Regions from separate parts of the Podarcis muralis genome. Here region 2 is linked to region 1. A link is a contact called in public Hi-C data. All regions are on one chromosome and are shown on one strand. The core of a region is the stretch at or near the end of the contact, and the rest is flanking DNA. Distances in the headings are between cores, read along the strand shown. Region 1 holds the start of LOC114583280 (vomeronasal type-2 receptor 26-like). Region 2 holds the start of LOC114582815 (angiogenin-2-like).

The links. Hi-C and Micro-C count contacts between places; a contact is called where the count stands out from the background.
Region 2: a Hi-C map of blood shows a contact between it and region 1, with 15 times the contacts expected there. The contact joins the promoter of LOC114582815 here to the promoter of LOC114583280 in region 1. A contact is called at or near these places in 2 of 3 Hi-C or Micro-C datasets (blood and tail).

What each region holds. Positions count from the first base shown.
Region 1 is chr13:14,197,973-14,202,087 of rPodMur119.hap1.1, forward strand. It overlaps LOC114583280 (vomeronasal type-2 receptor 26-like), which reads right to left and starts at 1,743. Exons shown (of 5, transcript XM_077916976.1): 1 at 1,260-1,743; 2 at 1-792. The coding sequence starts at 1,616.
Region 2 is chr13:14,528,384-14,532,498 of rPodMur119.hap1.1, forward strand. LOC114582815 (angiogenin-2-like) reads left to right here and starts at 2,133. Exons shown (of 1, transcript XM_028704113.2): 1 at 2,133-2,864. The coding sequence starts at 2,191. The coding sequence ends at 2,637.

The DNA.
Region 1 (4,115 bases), core at 493-2,992:
TCTTGAGGAATACATGCTATGGAGAGCATGTGCTATTGCATGGACGGCATTGTAGATGGTGTAGCTCTGGCTGGATATTTCCATTTCAAACACGGGTCCAGTGAGTTTCTCCAGCTTCTTCCTCCCAGTGCAGTGTTCCTGAGTTGTGTGAATTAGATTGTGATCTGGGAATGAACAGAGGAATGCACTGGCCCAGAACTGCTGGATGAAATAAAGATTTGGCTGCCATGGATTTATGGTCTGTAGAAAGTTCTGAAACCCAGGAACTGGATTTGAATGGAGTGTAAATGACAAAGTGCCATTGAAGGATTTTGAAGGAAAATTGCCTCCAACCGGCACTGCAGTGAAATCCCATTGAGCTGTTGTAATCCACACCCTCTCCACTGGGTACATAGAGAAAACCTCAAGGGAGATTAAAACCAGTCTCAAACCCTCTAGTGACTGACTGTCTCCATAGACAAGAATCACATTCATTTCCCTCCTTGTGAGAACAAACATGATTGGTCTCAATTTTTGTTGAACTAGCTCATTAGGTAAAAATTTTGTCACTAGTGGGATCACCAATGTCCAAGAAATGCAGAGATTTTTCTGGGAAAGCCTTGGTCTGAGAGTACGAAGGAAGGTTTCTCCACTGTCATCATCTGAAACAAGGAGGCCAATCCAGTTCCACCCAAACTTCCTGAGTAGCCAAACAATGCCATCATACTGAGCTTCTTCATTGGGGACCATTTGGAAGAAGGAAGGGAAGCGCCTTTGGTCACTCAGCCCTGGATCCAAGGAGCCATAGCTGAGCTAAAGGGAAAAGATTTATATTTTTAAGAATTCAAAGACCATCTATTTGTTCAAAGAAAGAATACTTCTCTATTGTTGTGGTTAACCACCTGCTCTTACTTTTCTAAGTATACACCACTGACATTATTACATCTCAGGTTAGGAGAAGTTTCTAAGCCGGAGGCTGCATGCTCCCGTGATTATAAGCTTTGCAGCATGAACAGGTTTGGAAGAATCAGAGATTGAATGATTAGTATTATGGGTTTATCCCCCCCCCCCCGCTGAAATCCCAATTGTAATTGAGATGGCAGTGTAGGCAACACATCGCTAGGAGGCTTTAACACAGTGACAGTACCCAAGAATGTCTAATGTAGGACACAAGTGTAGAAAACATGATGTAACGGGACTGAAAGCTAACATGGATGCTCTTTTTGGGTATTCTGTGTATGTCTGCCCTTGTGGTTGTATCTATGTATCTACACACATACCTGTGGAATCTTGTAGGTGTTTAATATATTGGCCATCTCAATGGAGTTTTGGGAGGTGAGCCCTCCAACGACGGCAATTAATTTATCTTCCCCATTACAGTGGTAATTGGGGGGATTTCGTTGTCCCATGAAAAGAAGAGCAAGAGTGTTCCAACAAGTTTGCAAAGGATTAAAAGCATTCTCATAAAATGTTGATCCCAGTGTGATGTTGGATAAGAATTTGGCATTCTTGTTGATCTCTTGCATGGCAAAGACGAAGGCAAGAACATGCTGGTAGTTTTTCGGGATCACACTGCAATGAGACAAAGAATGACTGCAAACATGACAGAAGAGAAACAACTGTGTTGAAGTTTTCATTTTGATTCATGCATGTCTTTCACTTGGATGTTTCAGCCTACAGGACATTAACATTTTATTCAAACTAATGATACTACAGCAGTCTCCTAAGATATTATGATTAGATGTTCAGTATGTAAATGGTAGATTCAAGTAGATCCATTGTTGTGTTCATAATAATAATAATAATAATAATAATAATAATAATAATAATAATTTATTTATACCCTGCCCATCTGGCTGAGTCTCCCCAGCCACACTCTGGGCAGCTCCCAATCAAGTATTAAAAACAATACAGCGTTAAATATTAAAAACTTCCCTGAACAGGGCTGCCTTCAGATGTCTTTTAAAGATAGGATAGCTACTTATTTCCTTCACATCTGAAGGGAGGGTGTTCCACAGGGTGGGCGCCACCACCGAGAAGGCCCTCTGTCTGGTTCCCTGTAACCCTACTTCTCGCAATGAGGGAATCGCCAGAAGGCCCTTGGTGCTGGATCTCAGTGTCTGGGCTGAACAATGGGGGTGGAGACGCTCCTTCAGGTATACAGGACCGAGGCCGTTTAGGGCTTTAAAGGTCTGCACCAACACTTTGAATTGTGCTTGGAAACGTACTGAATGAATTGGTGAGGTTGAATATTGGAAACCCAGAAACAAAAAGCAGTTAACCTGCCAAGTTCAGTCAGGCTCTAATTCTTTCCCCACTTAACTAGGTTCAAAATCACCAACACAGTGGGATTTAATACTGAGTAAATCATTGCATGTTCCCAACACTCCCTTTGCCTCTTTCTTATATGCAATGTCCATGCCTCCCTCTTGTTCTGCTGCTCTGTCCACCATGAAGTATTCATGGGAATGTGTTCTCAATTCAACCTGGGAAACAACTCTTTAGTATACCAGTGTGCTTTAACACATGTCTTTTTAGCAGCCCTTGAATCTAAGCCTTATAGATATGCTTTCCTTTAAAAAAAAACCCTAAAAACAACTTGGGAAGCAAAACGTTCCTCTTCTTTTTTTATTCAATGGGATTCGCTTCCCTAATAATAATAATAATAATAATAATAATAATAATAATAATATCTTTATTGTCATTACCACCTCTCGGGGACAACGAAATTACTTGACTGCTCCATAAAAACCCTAATTAAAACAATACAGTATAGTACAGCAAGGAAGATTAGATGACTTTCAAAGTCCAGGCTTTCCATTCAGGGCCGAGATCGCTCTGGAGAAGAAGCTGTTCTTAAGACGGCTCCTTCTTGTCTTCATCGTCCTGTATCTCCGTCCCGATGGCAGAAGCTCGAAGAGACAGTGACCAGGATGCGATGGATCTTTTACTATGTCCAGTGCCTTCCCATGGCACCTTGTGGCATAAATCTGCTCTAAGGTGGAGAGTGGGCAGCCAACAATGCTCTCTGCTGCCTTAACAACTCTGCACAACCCCATCCTGTCCTGGGTAGTACAGCTTCCGTACCACACACATAAGCCATAAGTGAGCATGCTCTCAATGGCACAGTGATATAATCGTGCGTGGGATTATAGGGTGTGATCACACAACCTTCCATCGGAAATTGCTTATTCCCATGTAAACATGTGTTAAGGAAAGCTCTCCTTGATCCCAAATATTTGAGAGGAAGCATCCCATTGGGCTCTGTGGAACTGCCTTTCACACAAATCCGATTTAAGCTGCAGGATGGCTGCAGCCACTTACCTGGGAGTAAACACCACTAAGCTCAGTGGTGATTACTTCGAGTAGGTATGCCTAGATTTGCCCTGTCAGGCTTAAAGCTGATGCATGTTTGGGGTGTGGAGCAAAGCCCATGGAACTGAACAAGGCTTACTTGCAAGAAAATTTTGGCACAGGGATGGGTTGCAACATCTATGGGTTGCAACATCTATGGGTTGAAGTAGCTTGAAAACTTCAGCTGGGTTGTGGATGGGGCTCATATGGGCAAAAAGCAGGGGCAATCTAGTAGCCACACTTAAGCACTTTGGAATCCCCATAGATTTCAACAGGATTCTGGCCCTGTACCCACTGAACACAACGAAGGGACTTGTTTTCAAGTTAATGTGTCCCTACTGCTGGGCTTTGCACTTTGAGGGAAAAGGAGGGAACTGCAATTTATCAGACTCAAAATGAAAAGCTGATTTTTTGGTATCATCTAAAAGAATATCAAGTTGTAGGTAGTTCCACTTCATTGTAGCAATACAGAAACACAACAATGAACTGCGGGGGGAGTAGAATAGCATTTCAAGCAAGTCCAAATTTGTATTGTAGGACTATGAATATGTACTTCATAATTCTTTTCACAAGAATTGCGGGTCATGTGGCCAGCATGACTAAGCTGCTTCTGGCGAAACCAGAGCAGCGCACGGAAATGCTGTTTACCTTCCCACCGGAGTGGTACCTATTTATCTACCTGCACTTTGACATGCTTTCGAACGGCTAGGTTGGCAGGAGCAGGGACCGAGCAACGGGACCGACCTTCCGATTGGCAAGCCCTAGGCCCAGTGGTTTAGACC
Region 2 (4,115 bases), core at 883-3,382, 330 kb after region 1:
GGAGGCTAAAGAGAAGAAATAGTAAGTTATTGGGTCTGGTGGTTGATGCCTAAGAGCGTAACAGTTATTGAAAGGTCAGAGTAATGGTGGATTTATGACCATGTCATTACCGAGGAGGCAGGTTTAGTCGTTGTTTGAAGACTATCCCTGTCTCCGGGTCTGGTCTTGTCCGATACTGGATTCAGCAAGGGAGACCCACATGACTTTAAGGTGCTGCTGTGCAATGCCAGGTCAATGATTCACAAGATGGCTGTCATCCACGACTTGATTGTGGATGGAGGACTTGACCTGGCATGTGTAACAGAGACTTGGTTGGATGAAGCAGATGGGCCTGTTCTTGCCGCTGCTTGCCCACCAGGTTTCTCTTACACACAGCAACCCAGGTCATATGGGTGGGGAGGTGGGGTTGCAGTGAGTTTTAGGAAGTCATTAGTTTGTACCAGGTGTCCTATTGGGAAGACCCAGTTCTCTGAGTGCATGTTCTGGAGGTTGGGCAGTAAGGGCAGTACAGGATTCCTTTTGGTGTACTGACCTCCCTGCTGCACCAAGGATTCCCTGCCTGAGCTGCTTCAGGTCGTGGCAGATGTTCTCCTGGAGACACCTAGTTTGGTTGTCCATGGGCATTTTAACATCCATGGTGACACGACCTTACAAGGGGTGCTTGGGACTTTGTGGAAAGCATGGCCTCCATGGGGCTTTCCCTATGGCCCAACTCATAGTTGCAGTACTTGGCTGCCCCCCATCCTCTCATGGGCCTGGATGGGAGTAATAATCTACACTAAGGAAATTCAAAGCACATTACATTCCACACAATGGAATCTTAGAAAAAGGGAAATGTCAGAGAACATTACGTGCCTGGGAAACATAAGCAGAATATAAAGCAAGCAGTTATTATTAGGGGAATATATATTTTTAAGAGGGGTGAACATACAACGTTAAACCACAAGATGTGGGAGCTGTTGTGTGCACAAATTGCAACATGCAAAAGTGACTCCAATTTAGCTCTTACTAAATCCTATTAGAAAAGGGGGGGGGGAGCTTAAGATGTATTTATGTAAAAGGCTATGCGAAAAGATTATAGCAGGCAAAATATAGCAACAATTGGAACAATTGTTTAAATCTACTGATGCTGCAACACCAACCCAGCTACTTAAAGCTCATGGTGTTCCCAGGTGTACAGCACTTTAACCTAAAGGTTAAGGAATAAATCTTATACCCCGCTGTCTTGTTGAGCTACTGGTTGCGCTTGACGAAGACTTTCAGAAGGATTTTAAGGGAGTTTATACAAAAGGGAGATTGATTGATTGATTGATTGATTGGTTGATTGGTTGATTTATACCCCACCTTTCCACCAAGGAGCTCAAGGCAGCATCCATCGTTCTCCTCCTTCAGTCAATCCTCTCATCAATCCCGTGAGGCAGGCTAGGGTAAGAGACTAAGACTGACCCAGGGTTTCCCAATGGGCTTCACGGCTGAGTGGGGATTTGAACCCTGGTCTCTCAGTGCTAGTCTGGAGTTCAGATTCAGACCAGTGAGTCCCTTGCTCACATCTCACTTCAGCCAGAAACTTAACTGAGCTTGTACAAATATCCTATCTTCTTTGCCTCCTTCTCCCTGAATGGTCCAAGCTTCTTCTTTTATATTGGTTTTTTTATTGGGTTTTACAAACAAGAATGATGTTATACAAATAAGTACACCAAGTTTTCTCATGTCATTTGTATATCACAAAAATAGCATAATAATTGTTGAAGAATATCTACAACATGTGTTTCATTATTAGTGGTGAATGCATAAATTCTTGGTTTATGAATTGGTTTAAACAATTAGGAAGAAGAAGAGGGGGAGGGGAAGACTGGGAGTGGCGAGTGGGTAGGGCGGGTGGTTATGCTTCATTATTCTACTTAGAGTGGTTTTAAAAAATATTTAAATTGTGTCTTAAACTTCTGCTATAAGATGCATAAGCTGCAATGTGACTGGTTTGTATCAATATTCACATGGTTATGTGATCATGACTAGATAACATCCACCACAACATTTGCAGATAAGAATTTGCAAGGATATACAGTACAGCATTCATTTGAACTCCAAGCTGTTTCACAAAGCACCCTCTGGGGGCAAGCAGAAAGAAAGCATTTACACACCCACTTTACTTTTTCCCCAGGTATCTCTTTCAGGCAACGGTCGCCCACGATGATGCCTTTCAAGGGATCTGGCCTTGTGCTCCTCACCTTTCTGGTGTCTGTTCTGGCACTAGGAGCCTATTGTGAAACCCCCTATGAGAAGTTCCTAAGGCAGCACTACGATAATCCCAAGAGCAGCGTTGGAAAGCAGTATTGTGACGTCATGATGAAAAGACGTGGGCTGGACAAACCAGCATGCAAGGAAGTGAACACCTTCATCCACGGCACCAAGAATAACATCAAATCTGTGTGCACTGCATCTGGAGGGAAGGATTATGGAAACGGGCTGAGGATCGCTCTCCGCCCCTTCACTGTCACCACCTGCAAGCACAAAGGCGGCTCAACTCGCCCACCTTGCAAGTACTCTGATAACAAGTCATCCAGATACATCGTCATTGCCTGTAATCAGAATAATGAGCCTGTGCACTTTGACGAAAGCATCATTGTCACAGTGTAAGATTTCCAACGCCCAGATCCCAAATATTCAGCTTTTTAACAATTATGCCATCCCTTGCAACTCCACTGAACCCCCCCCCCCCCCTTTGCTGCCATTCTGTCCAGCTCTGCTTTACTGCAATTAAAAAGCAAACAAAGAAAACACCCTTAAACTATAGTGGCAAAGAAACCTGCTTTGATTCTGTTAAACCAGCAATGTCTGTCACTATTAAACTGAGGAGAAAGTTGCATAGCATTTGATGTGTGTTTAATTTCATTTCTTTTTCTTTTTCTTATTGCATCCAAGGGAGGGAATGTGGAATGCAGTACTGCACTGTCTGAGATTTTCTTTCGTGTTTCTGCCCACATGGGTGGTAGGCTGCAACCAAATCAAATCAAATCTTTATTACGGTCATAGACCAGCTTAAGGAGGGAAGGGTACAATCATTTAAAGTCTAAAAATGTTTTGGTTTTGGTTTTTTTTTAAAAAAAAAAGCAGTTAAAACAAAAAGTATATATATATATATAAAAGTCTATCAGAATCCAAAAGAAACTAAGAGTCTAAAAGAGGAGTTAGGAACATTAGACAAGAATGAAAGAGCATAAAAGGTTAGTATATATAAGATTATAGCTGTCAGTCTACAGAGCACTCTAATACGAGTGCTCATTATATCTAGTTTGTGTCACAGGTCATCATCCGATGAATTTTGAGCGCTGCTGTGCAGAATCTGGAACGTATGTTGTAGCAGGATTGGTATCTGAAAGCAGCAGGGAGGTATAGAATTGTCCTGTGCACCCTGGGTACTTATGCAGTAATGGTAAGATGAGGGTAGTACAAATGTCTCTATAATAAAGACATTGGAGAAGCACATGCTCTGTTGTTTCTATTTGTCCAGAGTCACAGGCGCATTGTCTCTCCAGGTAAGCAATCTTCCTGTATCGGCCTTCAAGGACAGCTGAAGGGTGGGCATGACATCGAGCCAAGGTAAAGGCCCTCCAGCGCTTAGGGGTTTCAAGTTTAGCTAGATATACCATAGGGGAGGGGGACGATTCATTGGCGATAAAAGTTGAGGTCCTGGCTAGATCCAATTGGTGTCTGCAACACATTTTATGAGAGCACGCAGGCCACAACCATTTCCTGTCAGGAATTATGGTGTGGTGGCATACAGTTATTCCAAGTGAATCATTGTTGGGGGGGACTTAGTGTCTGCTGGGAGATGGATAGGAGGTTTTTTGATGCTCATGACTGAAGCAAAACCAGGTTTCAGCAAGAAAGGTATAGCAGTCAAATATTAGGGTGGGGAGCTGTCACCACTGCCTTTCTCCTTTTTTCCATTTCCCCATGCCCAAATGTCTAGATTTTCTCCTTCCATTTAACCCCTACCCATATGGTATTCACAATATAGAGCGCATATGGTTCAGCATTAATGTCTGGCAGCTTGGAATGCTTCCCCCAACACTTTCGCAACTCTGGTTCCCCACTCAGTTCTGTCCCAGTGT